4 separate regions of the Pan troglodytes genome follow, and all the other regions are linked to region 4. The links are chromatin contacts, called in public Hi-C and HiChIP or PLAC-seq maps. All regions are on one chromosome and are shown on one strand. Each heading gives the region's core, a stretch centred on a gene start, on an enhancer-like site or on the middle of the called end of the contact. The rest is flanking DNA. Distances are from core to core; before and after follow the strand shown.

Region 1 (5,132 bases), core at 601-3,100, 370 kb before region 4:
CTAGCATGTATGATGCTTATAAATTCTGTACAACCAATGAAAAAAAAAACTAATTTAAATCATAGTGTGAAAATCAGGAACAAAATACTAATAGTTTGATAAACAGCGTAACTATTCCTTTCTCTCTCCTTGTGTTGGAGACTTCCTTAAATCAAACAAAACCACAGTTTAGGTGTGCCAGACTATAAAAATCATTGCTGCTTAATGTTAGTTGTGCTTTATATAACAAGCCTTATCTGCTTCTCACAAAAGTTACCACCCAGAGGAAGGTTTATTTGCAAGAATACTATACAATTTTGCAGCAGAATATTAGAGAATGTTCTGGGTGTTACTTCAATAAGAATTTCCAGCAAATCATTTTCTCCTAATACTGTTCTAGTTCAAATCCACCTACTGCTCAGTGGGGAATGGGAGGCTAAATTCTTAAGGCCATTCAGTCTACTTGGGGCGTGAGGGGGTGTGTAGAAAGCCAACAATCAAACGAACACCCTCTCAAGGCCTGGGTGCTTCTCTGAGAGCCAATGATTGCAAAATGAACAATCTTATTAAGATCACTAATTAGCCCGAATTCAAAAGCAAGGTAGGCATGCTCCTTAGCTGAGCTAAGGATAAAACTTTCCAGGAAAAATTGAGGAGAAGAAGGTGGCAGGGATGATGGGGGCTGGGAGACTGCAAGGCCACAGGCTTGGTGGCTGAAAGATGACAACTATCCTAAAACATTCAAATGCCAAGGGGTGGAAGAGAAACGATGCCAAGTACATGAATAACCGGCAGCTGACCCAGCTGAGTACCAAACTCAACACCATCTTCCTGAAGATTTCATGACTTCGCCCCCGCCCCCCATTCGCCCCCCACCCCCCTCGATTGTTAACATGAAAGAAAAACATAAAGAAAGAATACCTGTCACAGCAGGGCGCACCTTTCAACTAAGGAACTCCGGGTGGCTGTGTAGAACCATCCTCACCCTGGAAAGGGGGAAACTGAAAGAAAAAGCAGAACACGCCATTAACAAGGCCAGAACCCCGACTGCCATTCCTGGACGGGAGCCACCAACACCCGCAAAATCGATCGGTACGTACGCCCCGCGGCGCGGTCGGTAGGAATCACAGCCCCGGGCTCCTGAGGCCAACCGTGGCCGTCGGGGCCCGCCAGCGGCCTGTGCCTCAGTCTCCCAATCTGTAAATGGGGTGGGGGGCGGGAGGGGGACAGCGTCCCGCGCGGCTCCCGCCCCAAGTCCTCTCTCCTCCGGGGGTCCCGACGGTGGCGACCCCGCACGCTCCCCGGACTCGCAGCCCTCCCGGGAAGCCTCGGGGGATGGGGAAGCCCCGGTGGTGGGGGGAAGCCCGGGCTGACGTCAGCGGGCTCGGCAACCCGCGGGCCCGGCCGGCTCGGGCCCGGGCAACTAACGGGCCGGCGCCGAGGGCCCGATGGTCGCCGCGGCGGCTCCGGACGCCCTGAGGCCAGGCGGCTGCGCCGAGGGGATCCGGCCGCCCGCCGGCCGCCAGCCGCCCGCTCATTCACTAACCTCGGGCGGCGGGGCGTCGCCCCTCGCCCCGGCTCCCCAGCCCGCGTCCCGGGCCGGCCCCGGCTCCCCACACCCACCGCCCTAGTATTTACCTCCGACGCGCGGCCCCCGCGCAGCCAAACCTGCTACCTGGGCCCGCCCCCACCTGCCCCGCCTCCGAACCGCACAGGGGAGAGGGAGGGAGCGGGGGCGGAGGGGGCAGCCGCCGCGCTAGCCAATCGTAGGCCGAGCTGCGCTCCTGAGCGGGCCGTGATTGGGCCTCCCTGTGACAGACCTTCCTCCAATGGCTGCCAGCCCGGCGCCGGCCGAAGGGACTTTCCGCTCTGTCAAGCTCGGTGGAACCAAAGGGAAAGCGAAGGGGCGGGGCAGAGAAGAGCGGCGGATGGAGGCGGGAAGCTCAAGCTGATTGGGCGAAAGGCTGTGGGTGCCGCGTCACCATTGGCTGATGCTGCAGCCGGGGCGGGGCGCTGCGCTGCCACCAGCTCCGCCTCCCGTGCTCCCGCCTCAGCTGTCAAAACTGTAGACGCTTAGGTTTGGGCTGGGTTAAGAGTCCAGATGAAGGTTGAAATAGGATTCCAGGATGCCGTGAGAGAGCAAAGCTTTAGAATCAGACCTCAGTTTGAATCTTTGGCGCTTTCATTCAGTGGCTGCGTGACCTGAGGAAGTCACAACCACGCTGAGCCTCAATGTCCTCATCTGTAAAATGGAGATCATAGTATCGGTTGTCTTACAGGATTGTGGCAAAATACCGAGCTAAAGTTCCTGGCACGCAGTACCAGCTCAGGAAAGGTTCATCTCTTCCTCCTCCGCAGATTCAGCCTGGGACGCTTGCTGTTTCCGAACCTCTGTTGCCACCTATCCCAGTTTGGAGGGAATTTTCCCAAGGATGGTGAAGAAGGGATTTCCACACGCCGCCTCACTCAGCTCCGCACCCCTGGCCACCAGCCAGGACTTAGGGTGTAGTTAAGGATCTTTCAATTAGAAGGGAGGCTTCTGATTCCCAAAAGCACTCAAAATATTTAAGGAAGTGCTTTTTATAATCAGTCCTAGAGCCTTGCTGCACTGGATACTCCTGTTAATTAATTTCTTCTCCTTTGACATTTTAAGTGCTAATTATAGGAGAAGGTGATTAACACTGAGAAAGGAGGAGGGGTGTGTGTGTGTGTGTGTGTGTGTGTGTGTTTAATCATGACACAAATTTCCCCCAGTGGAAAGTGACATGTTTCTGGAGATCCAGGGAATTTAAACCAATGAATACATAAAAGCAGTCACATGAGTGATGACTAACAGTAGCAGTAGACAGGCCACCACTCTTCCTTGCCATAGTCATCCAAAATGAAATAAGCATCTTTTGAAAACCTAAGCCTCATTCTACTCCTGTCCCTCTTTTGTCACTCCTATCTTCCTGTTTTCCAGGCTTCATGACCACACTGCTGTAGGAAGCCATAAGTTGGAAATCAACGGGCCTGGCTTGAAGTGTGGCCTTAGGCAACACCGTTCTCATCTACATCTGGATTCTCCAACAAAGCTGGTAGGACTCAGAGGTCACAGTCCAACTGTCCGGAAGAAAATTTCAGCTGAAATTTGTTTTTGCCTAACCCATACGATAAGGAGGAAGGAGAAAAGAATGTGAAGGAGAGAGATTTGGGGTCCTTTTAGGCAAGGCAAACATTCTCATGTTACCACTGGGACCACTTCTCTTATCTGCACGATCTACATCCACTGGTCCCTTAAGGCATCTGAGTTTGCCACTCTGGACTAGAATATTTTCATGTCCCTTCTTTTTGTTTTTGTTGTTGTTGTTGCTGGGGTGTTTGTTTGTTTGTTTGTTTGTTTTGAGACAGAGTCTTGCTCTGTTGCCTAGGCTGGAGTGCAATGGCGCGATCTCAGCTCACTGCAACCTCCGCCTCCTGGGTTCAAGTGATTCTCCTGCCTCAGCCTCCCAAGTAGCTGGGATTACAGGTGCCTGCCACCACACCCAGCTAATTTTTGTATTTTTAGTAGAGACAAGGTTTCACCATATTGACCAGGCTGGTCTCAAACTCCTGACCTCAAGTGATCTGCCTGCCTCGGCCTCCCAAAGTGCTGGGATTACAGGCATGAGCCAATGTGCCCGGCCTATTTTTGTGTCTTTTCTGTTGATGGTGTTTGGTGCTGCTGAGGTCTCTACTTCCATAGGGCTTTCGTCCCCAGGCTCTGTCCTGTCATACGTTCACTGAATCAGTGCCGGGGCCTGACTTCATCTAAGGGATCTTCATCCAAGTCAAGCCTGACAAATGGGGCTTATCTCAATTATCATTTCCTATCAATTGGGAATGGCTGCTTAGAACATTGCGTTAAAACTAATTCTGAACTTGTATTCAGGCTCACCGGGAAGAGAGATATCTGCCAGGGGATAAGATGGGGAGATAGTGTCATGGTGCTATTATTTGCAGTCCTTGGTGAACCAGCCTCTCATTTTACAGGTAGGAGATGAAGGCCCAAAGACAGTAAATTACAAGCCCCTGTCACTCAGGAGATGGGCCGAGACCCTGATTCCAAGCCAAGACTCTTTCCACCTCTGTTAAAATGGATTCCCCAACTGAAATGCTCATCATCTCTGCCTTCCAAATCCTCCCTTCATGGAGGACCTAGTCAAAGTCCTTTACAGACATGTCTTCACAGAGGGCTCCAGCCCTCACTAATGACCTCTCTCAATCCACCACCCCACAGCCTCTTCCATCCAGCCTGGTCCTGGGTTCATGGAACTAGCGGTTGTGTTACTGAGCAGGTTCCAGGAAACATAGCAGTGTACAAGAGAGATGCCACACTCCCTCTGGCAAAAAAAAAAAAAAAAAAAAAGGCAAACTAAAATACTCATTAGATGATCACTTACTTAATTATGGCTGTGGTAAGCCTCAGAAGAAGAATCTCTCTGAGCATGCCTAAAGGGAGGTTGGCCACTCAGGGAAGGCCTGTTTGAGGAAGTCACCTTTGAGATGAGATGGGAAAGATAACTGGCAGGCAGGAGTGAGGGGGAACACCCCAGAAATAGGAAACAGGAAAGTGCATGACCTGTTGAAGAAACTGGAAGAGGCAGAGCGCAGACAATGAAGGCACAAAAGAGCCTTGGGAGCCAAGGACAGGGGTTGTTCTCCATCCCAAGAGCAATGGGAAGTTTTGAAGGGTTTTGCAGGGAACATAACACTGGTTCTTTTTTTGTTTTTTGTTTTTTGTTTGAGATGGGGTCTCACTCTGTTGCCTAGGCTGGAATACAGTGGCACAATCATAGCTTACTGCAGCCCCTGTCTCCTGGGCTCAAGTGATCCTCCCACCTCAGTCTCCCGAGCAGCTGAGACTACAGGTACGCACCACCATGCCCAGCTAACTTTTCTCTTTTGAGTAGAGATGAGGGTCTCACCATGTTGCCCAGGCTGGTCTTGAACTCCTGGCTTCAAGTGATCCTCCTGCTTTTGCCTCCCAAAGTGCTGGGATTACAGGCATGAGCCACTGTGCCTGACCTAACACTGATTCTAAGCTGTCTTATATAGTTCTCTCATTGCACACAGCAGGACCCTAACATAAAGCTATTGAATTGAATGGAGCTTTCCCCACGGAGGATGGTGAA
Region 2 (5,558 bases), core at 2,297-4,796, 300 kb before region 4:
ACAGGAGAGGTGAGGGGGTACCTGACCTCCATACCCAAGATGGAGCCTTGTTAGGAACACAGAATTTCAGGCCCCACCCTAGACCTGCTGAATCGGAGTCTGCACTTTAACAAGAGCATCCCCCACTGCCGCAGGTGACTCTTACCTGCATACCTCAAAGGTTGAGAAGCCCAGTGTTGAACTGACTTGAAGGCACCTCAGTGAAAATCATCCATGGAACTGGGCCGTCTGTGGTCCTGGGTTCATCCCCATCCTTCTCTTCTCTCCTCTCCACCCGGGCCCTCTACCGTACAGGTGCCTCATCCCAGGGGACTGCAGATGGGACTACCATGCCAGCCTCACAACCATACCTGCAAAACCACTCTGGGCATTTGGACTGAAGCTTAAAGGGGTTCATTCCAATGAAGCCCTCCCTGCTGCAGCAGCCACTCCCCCCCACTGGCTGTGATGGAGTCCTGGGGTCTCCACTTTGAGCTGGAATTAGGTATCCTCATGAGACCCTGTCCCCTGGGATGCCGGCAGTTCCCTGCCAAGCCCACAATTGAAAACAAGCTCTGCAAGCAGCTCCCTGTGCGGTAAAAGTCAGGGCTCCCCAGGCCTACTGTGTGACCAGGCACTGCCGGGCCATTGATAGCACCGTCACTCCAGCTCTGCTTGGGACATGTTCCTATCCCATTTTTCAGTTGAGGAAAATGGGATCATTTGTAACATTGTAACCTGAGGGGGTTAAGTGACTTGCCCAGGGTCACACAGCTAATAACTGGACCAGGAAATTAAGCCCAGGCTTTAATTTGACCCAAGCCCTACTTTCCTTGCTGAGCCCCACATTAAAGGATGTGGAGGAGAGGGGAAGGGATATGTTCCTGGTCCCCTCACCGAAATGGGTCCTTGATATGGTTTGGATGCATGGTGGTCACCTCCAAATCTCATGCTGAATGTGACTCCCAGTGTTGAAGGTGTGGCCTGGTGGGAGATGTTTGGCTCATGGGGGCAGGTCCCTCATGGATGGCTTGGTGCCCTCCCCGTGGTAATGAATGAGTTCTCACTCTGTTAGTTTACATGAGAGCTGGTTGTTTAGAAGAGCCTGACATGGCTCTTGCTCCCTCTCTTGCCATGTAAGTCACGAACTTCCCCTTCCCCTTCCACCATAAATGGAAGCTTCCTGAAGCTTCACAAGAAGCAATGCTGGTGCCATGCTTCTGTACAGCCTGCACAACTGTGAGCCAAATAACCCTCTTTTCTTTATAAGCTACCCAACCTCAGGTATTCCTTTATAGCAATGCAAAATGGACTGACACACCTTTAAAGATCATTTCACTCACCTCTGTTTACAGATGGGGAAATCAAGGCCTGGAGAGATGACTTATCCAGGGTCACGTGGCGAGACAGGGACAGCACCAGAACCAGACCCGAGATGTCCACGTCAAAGTGACATGCTCTGAGAGGCAGCACACACAGAATAACCCTGCATCCAAATTCCAGGAAGCTCTTAGGGGTCATCCAGCTGGGCCTGGGGGTGCAGGGTCAGTGCTGAGGCCTGGGCAGGGCCGCTAGCCTCCCTGAGCTTTCTGGCTTCAGGCTGGGAGGCACAGTTCAGGGTGGACTGTGACCCCTTGGCCTAGAATGCCCTTAGCTCTGCTCTCTAGTGGCTGTCCCCATAGCTGGAACTCTGCTTTGGAGCAGCAAAACCAGTTCCACCTGCTGGTAGGGGTAGGTTGGCTCTCAACACATCCCCAGCAGGCCTCTCTTGGGCTCAAAAGCCAAGCTGTGCCCAGCCACGTCTCCAAATGCTTCCTGGCCCCCATGCAGCAACTGCATTTAGCTGCCTTCCCAGAACGTCCTGCATGCTCACACTGCCCTTCCCTCTGGGGCCCAACAATGCCACAGCCTGTTCTATCAATCACCAGCTGGTTTCCTTTGAGCAGTCTCCTTTTACTTATGCACATTTACTTGAAAAAGAAACTTCCTATTACTATCCTAAATGGAAACTCAGAATCACTTGCTATAATTAGAAAGTAGCTATAAAAATAAACACAATGAAACCGATCACTGTTATTATACCCTAACCCGCTTTTACCTGAGACAGGCCCTGAGCCTGAGGCCGCTGGTAGGCTTTTGTTAAAAGAGAGAGAGACAGAGACAGAGAAATAAGCATTAGAGACCTGCAATCACCAAGCTGAGACTTCTCTTTGATTTACTCAGAAGGACTGGAAAATGTTGTCCTGCAAAAGGAGGTAAGTTTCTCACCACGTAGCGCTGATCATCCCGTGTTGCCTGTGCGTTGCTGCAGACCATCTGGGGTCTTGCCCAAGCACCCTGGAGACTTTGCTCCCTGGTTTCCTGGTCCCCAAGTCGAGTGTTCAGCCCTGTGTGCTCTCCAGCTCCTAAGTCGTGGGCCTGGTTTCAGCTTTGATTGCCCACTCTTGGCTTTCAACCCGTAGGCTCCGGCTCCTGACGCCACACCCTGATATCAAGACCCTCAGATGGAGCGAGCGTTCTGGGCTCGTAGAAGCCTGAAGCCGCAGTATGTCCTTGAGTGGGTCCCCCCCACCCATCTAGCTGTTGTCCCCATGGTAAGATCAAGAAAATGCCCTCCCCTCCAAAAGTCCCCACGCCGAGCCCCCATCTGTCAGCTCCCAGATTCGGCCCCCTCACTAGCTCCAGGCTGGGAGGCACAGTTCAGGGCAGACTGTGGCCCCTCAGCATAGCATGGCCTTAGCTCTGCTGTCTAGTGGCTGTCCCCATAGCTAGAACTCTGTTTTGGAGCAGCAAAACTAGTTCCACCTGCTGGTAGGGCTAAGTTGACTCCCAACATGTCCCCAGCGTGTTGGTGTTGGGAACCTTGATCTAGCTGCTCGTTTTCTCAGTAACCAAAGATCCCTGGCACTCCTACAATGTCTCAGGCCTTATCTAGAGCTGGGGATACAGCAGTCACCAGGACAGAACTGGTCCCTGCCTCATGGAAGTGAAGTGTCAGGAGGCCACTCCCAAAGCAAACGGAAGCTGGGACAGAATGATGTCCTCAGCCAGGTGGTCAGGGAAGGCTTCTCAGAGGGGGCGCTGTTCAAAGAATCACAGAGCATACAGAGGAGCTGGCCCTGGGAGCACAGAGAGGGGAGAATTTTAGGCAAAGGGGTAGCAGGAGCACAGCCCTGAGGCAGGAAACTACCCCCCCACCATCCTCGGGATCCTCAGTTCTGGTTTGCACCCAGAAAGGGGGTAGGTCCAAGACACACCCGGACTGATGTGTCACACTGGCTGTGCCAGCTGAGAGAGTGGGCTTCAGGCACCACTAACAGAGAAGCCTTGCAAGGCAGGTCCATGCACCGCCCGCCTCCAGTTACCACTCATTGCAAAGGAAATGAGCTGGGAGCCTGTGTGTGGGCCGTGCAGACCCTTTTGGTTACAAGCCACAAAAACCCAGGTTAATCTGATGAGGAAGGAATTTATTATCTGTAAAGCCCAGGAGCAGGCTAGCTTTACACCAAGCAGGATCCAAGGACCCACACTTTGTCACCTCATATCTCTCTCTCTCTCCCACTTTCGCTTTCTCTGTCTCTTCTTAGTTCTGCTTTCCTCCACTGTGCCTTCACTCTCAGAGAGAGCTCTCCCCTGGCAGTGACAAGATGGCTGCAGCAGCTCCAGCAACCTCAGAGGACTCCCCCATCCAGGGTCCTTGTGAGCTCCTCATCTGTAGGATGTGCAGTAAACACTCACATGTCCTTTCCTGAGGAGCCCAGTGGCTGGGGTGGGGGCTGAGGGGCAGCCCCTATGCCCTCACAGTGCAGCAACCTTGGTTAGCTCACCCATCAGGGCAGACTTGGGCAGAAATCATGTCTTGGCATATTGTTTTGTAATCTGCTTTTTAAATTGTCACTATATATTATGAGCATTTCCCTATAATATACAATATTCTTCCACATTATGTTTAATGGTTTCATTGTATTCTAATGCATATTCTATAGTTATTTTAACCACCCCACAATGTTGCAAAATGTCCTTATTTGGGACAACACTGCTGCAAACACTTTGACACATATGTCCTTTTTGTGTGCACTCTTATGGCAACTTCTAACGGTGGCATTTCTGAATCATAGACACTTTTTTGACTTCTACATATTTTATTTTTTTAGTTGACAAAAATTGTATTTATGAATCATAAACACTTAATGATTTTGCTATTACTTAATTTTTCTTTCTTCAGAAAGGCTGTATTCACTCCTCCCCCAGCTAAGTGTGAGAGAGGCCCTTGAACTTTGCATAACAGTGGCTGTCGGCATTTAAAATTTTTTTTTTTTTTTAGATGGAGTCTTGCTCTGTGGCCAGGCTGGAGTGCAGTAGCACGATCTTGGCTCACTGCAACTTCTGCCTCCTGGGTTCAAGTGATTCTCCTGCCTCAGCCTCCCAAGCAGCTGGGATTACAGGCGCCCGCCACCACGCCTGGCTAATTTTTGTATTTTTAGTAGAGACAGGGGTTTTACCATGTTGGCCAGGCTGGTCTCGAATTCCTGACCTCAGGTGATCTAAGCTATTTTTACTGGTTTAATCTTTTTCCCTTTACACGGGGCAGGTCTGGAGAGACCGAGAGGATCTGATCCTGCAATTTAAAAAGTAGACAGCAGATGGCGCTGCCGCCTCGGCGGCTCCGAACGCATCGCCGCGGTGCGGGCGGAAAAAGCTGAAACAGCTGGGAAACCGAAACTTTCTCCAGGCTTCTGAAAGCCCTTAGACGGGATTTGAAATCATGCTGGAAAGAGCTTTGCTGCCTCTATAACCTCTCCCCAGCAAGTGTTTTGGTGGGGGGTCCCCGGGCGACCTCCACTTGGGGTTTGGGACCTCACTCCCTTTCTGCCCCTCCATCCTCTTCCCTCAGCCCAGAGGCCCCAAAAGGCGGAGGCCGCCGCCCTCCACTTCCCGCAAGCGGAATCCGCAGGGTTTCACAAGAGAGGGCGCTGCAAATAGCCAGTATCAGCGCCCCCAGGAGCAGGACCGGCCATGGCTTCCGAGAACGGGCCTAACTGCGCCTCTCTCGGTCTGCGGGGAGAGGCCCTTCCCCAGTAAGGCCCACGCCACGTCGCTTTCCAGGGGGAGAGATTGAATGCCCTGCTCCTCCCAGATCCCATCTCCCACCTTTTCAGGACCCAGATGGCGTGGGGGGCTCGCCACCCATCTGCCTACTGAACTGGGGGAGTGAGAAGAGGACTCCCAGGGGACACCACTAGTGACCTTTTAATTCACCAGTAGACACACAAGGCTATAGAGACTGTGAGTAATGTGGGTTGGATAAATAAGTAAAAGAAAGGAAAATGGAAGGAGGCTGGGAGGAAAAGAAAAGAGAAATGACGTGCCCTGCTTGTTAGAGTATAAATGGTACAACCACTTAAGAAAACCATTTGGCACCATTCCTCAAAGCTGAACGTAAACTGTCCTATAAGTACCCAGCAATGCCGCCCTTAGGAATATACCCTGTAGACAGATAGGCAAGCATGCTCACCAAAAGACATGTACCACAACTGCACAGCAGGAACCGTTCCTGATACTGTCCCCCAGCTGGAAAC
Region 3 (5,316 bases), core at 1,518-4,017, 340 kb after region 4:
GATCTCATGGCTCATATATTTGTCCACATTTCCTATGTATTTCCATGGGCAAGTAAGCACTGTTCAAATTATATTTTGTAGCACTCATGATACTTATGAATAGATAGTAATAATGTGAATTTTCTAGGTCAGACTTCAAAGCAGCACAATTATGCTGTTAAAAATCAACTAAGGGTAATTTTGTAACTTTTCCAAGTATACATTAAATAACATGACTTTACTTTTTTTTTTTTTTAAACACAGGGTCTCCCTCTGTTCCCTAAGCTGGAGTGCAGTGAACATAGCTCACTACATAGCTCACTACAGCCTCGACCTCCTGGGCTCAAGTGATCCCCCAAGTTGCTGGGACCTCGGGGTGTGCCACCATGCCTGGCTAAATTTTTTTTTTCTTTTTTTTTTTGAGACAGAGTCTCGCTCTGTCGCCCAGGTTGGAGTGCAGTGGTGCAATCTCGGCTCACTGCAAGCTCTGCCTCCTGGGTTCACGCCATTCTCCTGCCTCAGCCTCCCGAGTAGCTGGGACTACAGGCGCCCGCCACCACGCCCGGCTAATTTTTTGTATTTTTAGTAGAGACGGGGTTTCACCGTATTAGCCAGGATGGTCTCGATCTCCTGACCTCGTGATCCGTCCGCCTCGGCCTCCCAAAGTGTTGGGATTACAGACGTGAGCCACCGCGATGGGGTCTCTCCATGTTACCCAGGCTGGTCTCAAACTCCCATGCTCAAGCAATCCTCCAGCCTCGGCCTCCCAAAGTGCTGGGATTATATGCGTGACTCACTGAGCCCTATTAATATGACTCTTCTTACTAAAATTTTATTCCAATAGTTTGTAGGCAAATTATAAAACTGCCAAACGGGCTACTGAAATTTTTATTAGGTATGTCTTTATCAAAACTGTAATAATTAATTCAAAAATTTAAATATTTTTATTATTTATTTATTGAGACCGGGTTTTGCTCTTGTCGCCCAGGCTGGAGTGCAATGGCGCAATCTCGGCTCACTGCAATCCCCGCCTCCCGGGTTCAAGCGATTCTCCCACCTCAGCCTCCTGAGTAGCTGGGATCACAGGCAGCGTCACCACGACCGGCTAATTTCGTATTTTTAGTAGAGACGGCGTTTCACCGTGTTGGCCACGCTAGTCTTGAACTTCTGACCTTAGGTGATCCGCCTGCCTGGGCTTCCTAAAGTGCTGGGATTACAGGCGTGAGCTACGGCGCCTGGCCAAAAAATATGTTTTTTAATGGAAAAACAAAAACAACCACACGAAATAGACTGTTCTTTTGAGAAGGCCAGTTATAATTTCCTTTTCTTAAAAATTTCTTCATAAGGCATTGTCTACAATGTTAAATAAATTTACACAAACATTTTACATAAAAGCAAATCATTCCTATATTAGGATAAAAGTATCAATTGTTAGTTTTCCCTTAAAATAACATTCAGGAACTTACTTCTCCAGCGTCCAGTAGCAGGTTGCAAACAATGAATATATTCAGTAAGTCTCCTCTCAAAAGCCTTGAGATCTAGGTATAAAGATGTCAATTTTCTGATTAGCCACTCTTACTCGTCAATTTTCTAGTTAGCCACTCTTACTCGTCTGACGAAATGTCAGAGTATTTACCTAACATTAAGACGACATGTGAGATACTCTTAACTGCTTCAGGTCTTACACACTAACTTCCATGTATCACTGCACTGTTTATTTCATTTACTATGACAGCTTTTCAAGCACTTGACAAAAAATTAGGGCTCTTTAATTCCAATTTCTCATATCAGAAAACTTGCTGATTTACTTTTAGAAGCTTCATAAATGGTATTGGGAGAAATAAGCAGCAGCCTCGGCCAGCGCCAAAAGCGAACATTTTCAGGGTTGCAAATAAAATTAAAATCAGGTCGAGTTTTAGCTCTCTGGGAACCAAGAACTTCCTATTAGAACCACGTAGTGCCTAACATCAAAGTCTTCGAGGTCTACCTGACTGCAATTACCCGCCTCCGGTTTCCAGCTCTTATATTTAATTAATGGCTACGCCGTCTGGCCTTACTAGACTTCTTGACACTGATAGCGAGTGGGTGTGGAAAGACATTCCCCTTGCCCCCTCCGAAGGGGGTACAGGTGATCTTCGTGGCACCCAGGCAGCGCCTAGTTCTAGAAGACAGGGGCGTCTAAGCTGCTCCGAGTGAGTGGTGGGGTATCCTTTCCGCAGTGGTGTGCTTTAAACTTTAAAACACCGAGCAGCACTTCCTAACCTTGGCAGTTACCGGAAACCACCGCAGGAATCAGGGATACAACTCGCGGGGCTGTGAGAATGAAATGAAATGAATTAGCAGGCTGCAATGCACGAAGTGCAAGTGTCTGCCAATGAAAAGAAAATAAAAATAGAAGCTGGCGAGGAGGTCGACCCTCTAGGCTTGTGGGGACTGAGGGAGCTGAGGCACCGCCCCCCGCGTCTGGCCAGGTACGGCCGCCTACGCGCCCCCAAGCTCCGGGCCCCTAGCTCCATCCTCTGCGGCCTCCTCCCGGGGCGGGGGTCTTCACGACGCCGGCCCCTCCGGAGCACCGCCAGCTTCCGAGGGGAGACGTGGGACGGGCCCGGGCGGCCCACCCTACCTTCCGCCTGCTCCAGCGAGTTCATGTCGGGCGGCAGCTCGGGTCACCGCCGCTGCCCCGTCCGCATCGCAGCTTCCGCGGCCCCCGCCCGGCCCGCAGCGCCAACTCCCACCTCTAACCGCTCCCCGCTGCCCCTCCCCGTCGCACCGCCCCTTGCCTAGACCCGCTACGCTCATTGGATTCCTCTACTAGACCTCCAACTAAGACAGCTTTCTATTGGCTGTCTCTTGCACCGGCTTCGGAGCCTAGCGTTGGACGGTCAGCCGGAGGGACCAAGAACTGCCGGCGGCCAGGCGGGCGTAACGCTGGCGTCGCCTGCTGCCCCGGGGAGGAACTGCAGCCCTCCGGAGCTAGTTCGTTCATTCATTTATCCCCCGTTCCCCGCTTGGTTCTTTCATTCGTCAAATGTTGATTGAGCGCCCACTACCTTCCAGGCATTATTCTGGTCGCTAGCGAGGGATACAGAAATCAAAGAGCTGGTTCTGTCCTCAAGGATCTCAAGGAGCAATGAAATCTGTACAGAACTAACTAGAACCCTAAATAACCAGTTTCCTTAATTATGGTGTCCTAGATAATCAACCCCTTAAGTAAACACTTCTCTCTTGGTTACTTTCCTCTCACATCACCCAGCTTTCATAATTCCTAAATGAGGCAAAGTGTAAGCCCAAATACCTATAACTTAAGAAGAGATCTGTAAGGGATTGACTACATTTGTATTTGATCACAAGGCCTTCTTGTTCATTTATTGGTGGCATTCTTTCATTCAAAATCATTTTATTGCCTAACATGCTAGACACTGTATTGATACGCGTGTGAGCCAGGTAGACAGGATTCCTGCCCACAAAGAGGAAGGGCTACAGCAGGCAACAAACATGCAAATAAGTAATTGATTTCAAATAAGAATAGTTCTGTTAAAATAGAGATCCTGGCCGGGCTCGGTGGCTCACGCCTGTTAATCCCAACACTCTGGGAGGCTGAGGCGCGTGGATCACTTGAGGTCAGGAGTTGAGACCAGCCTGGGCAACATGACAAAACCCTGTTTCTACTGAAAATACAAAAAAATTATCCAGACGTGGTGGTGCATGCCTGTAATCCCAGCTCTTTGGGAGGCTGAGGCACGAGAGTCACTTGAACCTAGGAGACGGAGGTTGCAGTGAGCCACTGCACTCCAGCCTGGGTGACAGCGTGAGACTGTCAAAAAAGAAAAAGAAAAAAAAAAAGAATCTAAGACTGATGGGCTAGATTTTTTTGTGGCAGTAACATACCAACTTATAAACAAGACCTAAGGCCCTGCCAGGCAAGGGTTAAATCACTCAACACCCAGACACTTAAAGAATAAACGATGTTCTAACTGCCACAATGTTCGTTTTTTTCCTCTAGCAGCTAAACAAGCAATATTAAAACAATTGCAGCTTACCAACTACCAGTCACTGACTAACTGATCCCTTTGTTCCACAAGCCATAACTCCTGCTTTCATTAGACAAGAGACTGATTTCAGTAACTTTCTCCTGATAAGAGACCACCCACCATAGATTGGCCCTAGCCAGTTTACAGAGGCTGCACACTGAGTGCCTTTATGTTCTCTGCTTCGCCTTTTGACGTAAAGGGTCTAACTGTAATGCATTTAAATGTTAAGTCTCTACTCCAAAGTGAACATGTGACCCATGTAACATGCATGATTGTTTATTATGCATGTGTGCACCCCTCTTTCCTGAATAGCTTCTCCTATAACCTGTTAAATATGTATACTTGGCCAACCCATTTGGCATAAATTCCTGCTTCACCCTTCCTCCTTCAAAGTGCCTGCTTTTGGTCTCTGCCAGAGACCATACTTGCCAGCCTATAAGGATGGCCAGCCTGCAGGCTCCAACCCTTCAGAAATAAACCTCTTTAGGCCGGGCACAGTGGCTGATGCCTGTAATTCCAACACTTTGGGAGGCTGAAGTGGGAGGATCACTTGAGTCCAGGAGTTCCAGACCAACCTGGGCAATATAGTGAGATTCTGTCTCTACAAAAAACAAACAAACAAACAAAAAACATTTAAAAATTAGCTGGGCATGGTGGCATGTGGCTGTGGTCCCAGATACTCAGGAGGCTGAGGCAGGAAGATTGCTTGAACCCAGGAGTTCAGAGCTGCAGTGAGTTATGATTGCACCACTGCACTCCAGCTGGGGCAACAGAGCAAGACCCTGTCTCAAAAAACAAACAAACAAACAAACAAACAAACAAACAAACAAACAAGCAGAAATAAAGCTCTCCTTCCCAGATTTATGAACCTCATGATCCTTTAGTTGACAGTTCTATGGAGGGAGTAACAGTAATAGGATACAGTGAGAAAAAGGAAGGTTAGCAGGATCTCATGCTTTGGGAGGGCTTCATGAGGCACAGGCATTTGAGCTGAGAATGAAAAGATGGATGAGAAGAATCCAGCCATGCAAAGATGAGGGCTAAGAAGGTTCTAAGCAGCACTGCAGTTTTTCCCCTATTGGTATTTTGTGTATATAATTCATCCTCAACCTTCCTCCTTCCCATTTGTCAGCAGAATTAATTGACACCCCCCACCCACCACTTCATTTTGAAGGTTCCTCTACTATGGCACTTTTCAGTTTTCCACTTAGGGAGCCTTCCTTGGGACCAAACCCTTTCCATGTGTTGTCACCCTTAACCCTTTCAGGTGATATTTTTTAAACTGTGGGTCAAAATCTAGAGAGGT
Region 4 (5,329 bases), core at 1,507-4,006:
GGGAGCCACAAGATGGTTTTGAGCAGGAAAGTGACATTCACAAATATTTAAAAGTTAGTATTAGCAGCTGATATTTATTGACCATTTACTATCTACCATATCAGGCATTACTCTTGGCGCTCTGACCACATTATCTTCTTTCATCCTTACAACCACCCTGTTGCAGCAGCACACCCAATGACCTCACCCTGGTTCCAAGGTTCAGAGGTAGGCAGCCCTCTCGGGACAGGCCAAAGTCACAGACCCTGTAAGCATCTGTGACCCCAAGACTCAAGTCAGCTCTGTCTCACTCACTCAAGAGCTGTTGGGCTGTTGGGGGAGAAGTCTGGGCACAGCTTAACTGGGGCCTCTGCTTCTGGGACTCTCACAGGGCTGTGATCAGGATGTCAGCCAGGGCTGAGGTCTCATCTGAATGTTCCACTGAGGAAGGATCCACTTTGAAGCTCACACAGTTGCTGGCAGGATTCAATCCTTCAAGGCTGTTGGACTGATAGCCTCAGTTGTAGCCGGATGTCAACTGGGGCCCAGCCTCAGGTCTTTGTCACATGGGCTTCTCCAGCATGGCAGCTTACTTCGTCAAAACATGCAAGCCAAGAAGGCAAGAGAGACAGTCAGCAAGCAAGACTGAAGTCTTATATATCCTCAACACAGGAGTGACGTCCATCATCTTTGCCATATTCTATTGCTCTGAAGCCAGTCTCCAGGCCATTCCACACTCACTGGGAGGTCATGAATGGCAGCAGGCAGAAATCTCTCGGGGGAGTCTGCCCGAACCAGGACCGTGCAGCTCAACTAGCATTTTCTGGTGCCTTCTATGTGCCAGGCATGGTATTAGTGCTGAGAATTTAAAACTAGATGAATTTGGGCTTCCACTTCCAGGAACATTTTTCTGGGAGGTGTTTTCTGCTACGTACTCTTATTCACTTTCCATTGATGTGACCACTTTGTGACCTATGTAGAATCACTCTTGAGAGGGTAGGGAAATTACTAACTTGATAGTATGGATGAGTTCACCAGACCTTTTTCCTCTGAGGGGCATTTGGACGGTAGTAGTCACTGTGCTAGGCACTGTAAGTACCAAGGAGGTACCCAGGGTAATGAGGAGCAGACAGGTAAACCCACAGGTTGAGCCTGGAGCAAGGCAATGCCACAATAGAGGCCAGACCCACAGTGGGAGTTGGCATAGTGGTTCTTAAAGCAAAATAAGTTATAGACAGTGGATGAAAAGCTGAAACCAAGCCTTGCCCTATGCTTAGGGGGCCTAGGGGGCCTTGCTGGCTTGATTTCAGAGCAGCAGAAGGTCTCTTCCCCAACACAACCCCTCTTCCCACACCCTGATCTCTGCCTCACGGACACCAGAGAGGCTTGTTACAGGGAAATAATAGACACACACTTTTAGCTTTCATGAAAAAGCAACTCTCTTCATTAGAAGAACCTCATCTTCCCTGGCTAACCATAGAAGTCTGGCAGGAGCTGCCAATCACAGACTCCACTTCTCTTGGCCAAGGGGGTGAGGGGGTAGATTTGGCATCCAGGCCGAATCAATCTCCCATCCCCTGTCCCATAAAACATGTGACACAAGCCAAGCCAATCAGAATCCTTCCCTGGGACTGTTTTCCAGGTGAAGCTGACAGGAAGAGATCTTTTTCCCAGTTGGTCAGGACACTATAAAGAAGAGGCCTCAGAAGCAGATGGTGGCCATGTTTCCAGCCATATAGGAAAGAAGGGGGGAGATGGAGACCGATATACAGAGAGACAAGAGAGAGAGAGAGCTGGCATGCCAGTCAACAGCATTACATCCTTGGTTCCTGTCTTCTCTCTGGCAAGCTTTATTCTTGCCCTTTCTAGACATGTAAACCAATAAATCCCTTTTTGTTTACTTGAAATAATTCAAATTGGTTTCTATTAGTTACCAACAATAGGGTCCTAAAATATAAGCCTATAATTTCACCACTGAAGTTCAAGGTAAAGCTACAAATCTTCCTGGGAGAGGTGATTCATGGGCCTAAATTGTTACTAAAGTATAAATGACTGATAACAGATCCTTTCTTAAGAGGAGACTATAATTATGAGTTTATCTGAAAACAGACAAAGCACCATACAGCTAGAAGTAAAGACAGTCAAAACATCTGGAAACCTTCACCTATCAGCACATAAGTTTTTTTTAAGATTAGAATCTTCAGTCACCAATGTGCTGAGGTTGCCGGGTCTGGCACCCAGTATGGGGTTCAGTCAATATCGTAAAAGGGAAGAAACAGAAGCAAGGGAAAGTGGAAAGAAAGGAAGAGTGGGGGAAGGAGGAAGGGTAAAAAAAGAAAAGAAAAAAGAGGGAAGGAGACGGGAAGAGGAGAAGGAAGGGTGATGAGGGAGGAAGAAAAGAGAGAAGGAAGGCTTGAAGGGAGGCAGTAAGGAGGGAAGAAAGGAAGGAAGGAAGGAGGAAGGAAGGGAAGAAGGGAAAGAGAAAGAAAGAGAGGGAGGGAGTAAAAAGAAGGGAGGGAAGGGGAGACGGAGGGAGAGACACACAGAGACAGAGACAAGACAGACAAATTGAGGGGAAAGGGAGGAAAGAAGAAAGACAAGAGTCTGAGCGGTGGATCCCTCCCCGGCCCCGCCCCCGCCCCCGCCCCCCGGCCCCGCCCCCGGCCCGCGAGCTGCAGCACCACCTCCGGTCGCCAGGGGCCGCCACCCGCAGCCGCCGGCACCCTGTGCGCGCGGCGGGCCTTCTTTCCCGCCTCTGCGCCGGCCGCGCGCCCCCCCGCCGCCGCTCTCGGGCTCCGGCCGGGTCTCGCGCTCCGTCTTCTCGAGAGGGGCATCGCGCCGCCCGGCGCGCGCCGCCCCCCTGCCTCGCGGCGCGGGGTCTCGCGGGCCCCGCTCCCGCCCTCCGCTCGCCTGGCCCGGACCGGAAGCGGCGCCGCACGGCCTGGGCCTGGCGCGGGGGGCGGGCACCGGGGCCCGGTCGGACATGGGCAAGAAGCACAAGAAGCACAAGTCGGACAAACACCTCTACGAGGGTGAGGAGGGGGCCGGGGTGCGGGCGGCGGGCCCTCAGCGGCTCTGCCGGGCTTCCGCTCTTTCCCAATGGCTCCGGGGCGGCCCAGGGCCCTTCCCTCCCACGGCAGGCCCAGGCCCGCGAAGGGGGCGCGTCCTGCCCGAGGCCGCGCTGCCCCCCGTGCGGCGGCGGCATTCGAACCCGGGTCCCCCTGGTCCGGTGGGTCTCTGGTGGGGAGACGTGAGGCGGGCCCGGGAGGCCTGGGAGCGTTCGGGGCGGGCGGCGCCGCCGCACCCCCGGGCGGGGGTCCGTCATTCAACAGGTGCTTCGCGGAGCGCCCAAAGCCGCCTCGGGCTTGCTGCGCCTTCGCGCTCTGCATCCTTAGCACTCCCTGGAGAGCCCCGACTTTAATCGACGCGCTTTCCTTTCTTTTCTTTTCTTTTCTTTTTTTAAGAGTATGTAGAGAAGCCCTTGAAGCTGGTCCTCAAAGTAGGAGGGAACGAAGTCACTGAACTCTCCACGGGCAGCTCGGGGCACGACTCCAGCCTCTTCGAAGACAAAAACGATCATGACAAACACAAGGACAGAAAGCGGAAAAAGAGAAAGAAAGGAGAAAAGCAGATTCCAGGGGAAGAAAAGGGGAGAAAACGGAGAAGAGTTAAGGTACAAGTGGTTACATTGCTTTGGCTTTGCGGACGGCACTGCCTCCTCCAGCTGCCAACCTCATTTTATTTTCTTTGTATCTGGGGAAAACAAACGCCTCTAAGATCTGGCTCGTTTGAGGAGGAGCAGGACAGAATAGAGACATGAATCATCTATGAGTTTCAGCAAGTCGTTTTTGAATTATACTCTTAGGCAATTGTACTCGCACATCAGGTGAGGAAGCAGCTAAGTCCAAATTTTGAGGAGCTGCTTCAAAGAGTGGTTTTTCCATCTAGGCAGGGTAAAAAGTCATGCTCAAGAAAGCCTCAGTGTTCGAGGATTGTCAAAAATAGTCATTTCAGAAGTGAGTGGGATCTACTGGGGTTTAAAGTTTGTTCTGAAATAAATATTATAATGCCAAATCTGTAATGAGCAACTTTAAATCTTTTAAAACAGTGTTGTAGTGTGTTGAGAAAATTTGGTCAGAAACCTGTAATGGAGATTGATATTCTTAACCATTTGCATTTAACAGAAAAGAATGAGTAGCTACCATCTTGGTTTGAAAGCTGGGCAAAATAATAATTAATGGCTGGGCCCAGTAGCCCACACTTGTAATCCCAACACTTTGGAATGCCGAGGTGGGAGGATTGCTTGAGACTGGAAGTTCGAGACCAGCCTGGGCAACATAGCAAGGCCCTGCCTCTGCAAAATAAACTACAAAAATTTCCAGAGCCTGGTGGTGTGCACCTGTGTCCCAGCTATTCAGGAGGCTGAGGTGGGAGGATCCCTTGAGCCCAGGAGTTTGAGGTACAGTGAGGTATGATCACACCACTGCACTCCAGCCTGGGCAATAATACGAGACTCTGTCTCTAATAATAATAACAACATTGTTATTACTGTTATTAACTTTCCAAATTTAACCTGCCACTGAACGACTTATTAAATCAATTATTGTGAAGGTAAATTTTCATAGGTTAGTTATATAATTTTTCTTATGTTTATATATACAAGAGGAGCTTTCTCTTCCATGTGATTGAACACATTGCTAAGTCACCAAGTCTTAGAGATCTTATTTTGGGGATTTCTTAAGTCTATTCCTTCCCTTTTGTCCCAGTTTTTATTACCTTTGGCTAGGTAGGAGTAATGTTTTGTTTTCTTCCTTAAATTATAAAACCCATATATGCATTTGATTTTTTAAAAGTAGTTCATGTGGTGCAAAAGTACACAAAATGGAAAAAGTTTTCCTCACCCCAGTCCTTCACATAGAGTCCCTCTTCAGAGGTAACCAGTTGTTTTTTTTTTTTAATTAATAGTAGTAAAGTAATTCGTGAAGATGATTTTTAAAAGTCAAGAGTACTACACAGCTTTTTGACACAAAGCAGGCTGCTGCTCCACTCTGGACACTTTTTAGGTATTTTTCCTTGCCTACTTATTTCTATTTCAAAATAAAGGTTTATATTGCTATTTACTGATTTAGCAGTTCATATCTTCTACCGACATCATGTTATGGAAGATGAGAATTCAGTTTCCCTTGCTCAAGGTATAGGTACATCACAATTATTGGTTAAATCAATATTAAAGTGATTGTAGGCAAGTATAGTATGCAAATATAGATCTGATCTTAACTAGTTAGATCATTGCTTTCATTTGTTTGGTTATTGCTTAATAATTCTTCCCAAACTCTAAGATTTATGAAAC

What was found. A called contact is a pair of places that touch in the nucleus more often than the background predicts. HiChIP or PLAC-seq counts read pairs in DNA pulled down with a chosen protein or histone mark.
Region 1: an H3K4me3 HiChIP or PLAC-seq map of stem cell-derived excitatory neurons shows a contact between it and region 4, with 13 times the contacts expected there. The contact joins the promoter of CYLD here to the promoter of BRD7 in region 4. A contact is called at or near these places in 1 of 7 Hi-C or Micro-C datasets (stem cell-derived neural progenitor cells) and 1 of 1 datasets of contacts at active chromatin or transcription factors (stem cell-derived excitatory neurons).
Region 2: a Hi-C map of blood shows a contact between it and region 4, with 12 times the contacts expected there. The contact joins the enhancer-like site here to the promoter of BRD7 in region 4. A contact is called at or near these places in 4 of 7 Hi-C or Micro-C datasets (blood, induced pluripotent stem cells and stem cell-derived neural progenitor cells), 1 of 1 datasets of contacts at active chromatin or transcription factors (stem cell-derived excitatory neurons) and 1 of 1 other capture datasets (stem cell-derived neural stem cells).
Region 3: an H3K4me3 HiChIP or PLAC-seq map of stem cell-derived excitatory neurons shows a contact between it and region 4, with 4 times the contacts expected there. The contact joins the promoter of CNEP1R1 here to the promoter of BRD7 in region 4. A contact is called at or near these places in 1 of 7 Hi-C or Micro-C datasets (stem cell-derived neural progenitor cells) and 1 of 1 datasets of contacts at active chromatin or transcription factors (stem cell-derived excitatory neurons).

The regions. Positions count from the first base shown.
Region 1 is chr18:48,709,710-48,714,841 of NHGRI_mPanTro3-v2.0_pri, reverse strand. CYLD (CYLD lysine 63 deubiquitinase) reads right to left here and starts at 1,850. Exons shown (of 18, transcript XM_016929820.4): 1 at 1,618-1,850; 2 at 901-980.
Region 2 is chr18:48,636,124-48,641,681 of NHGRI_mPanTro3-v2.0_pri, reverse strand. SNX20 (sorting nexin 20) reads left to right here. Exons shown (of 4, transcript XM_063797823.1): 4 at 1,335-2,044. The coding sequence ends at 1,442. Among named protein-coding and RNA genes, the nearest start is that of SNX20, 14 kb to the left of the region's middle. Within about 2 kb of position 3,546, at least 4 of the 24 cell types and tissues checked have an H3K27ac peak or open chromatin away from gene starts, as enhancers often do. A contact at or near this core is called in stem cell-derived neural stem cells, where this site is marked.
Region 3 is chr18:47,993,901-47,999,216 of NHGRI_mPanTro3-v2.0_pri, reverse strand. It overlaps CNEP1R1 (CTD nuclear envelope phosphatase 1 regulatory subunit 1), which reads right to left and starts at 2,767. Exons shown (of 6, transcript XM_001164142.8): 1 at 2,603-2,767; 2 at 1,446-1,517. The coding sequence starts at 2,627.
Region 4 is chr18:48,338,155-48,343,483 of NHGRI_mPanTro3-v2.0_pri, reverse strand. It overlaps BRD7 (bromodomain containing 7), which reads left to right and starts at 2,756. Exons shown (of 18, transcript XM_054668370.2): 1 at 2,756-3,011; 2 at 3,444-3,652. The coding sequence starts at 2,963.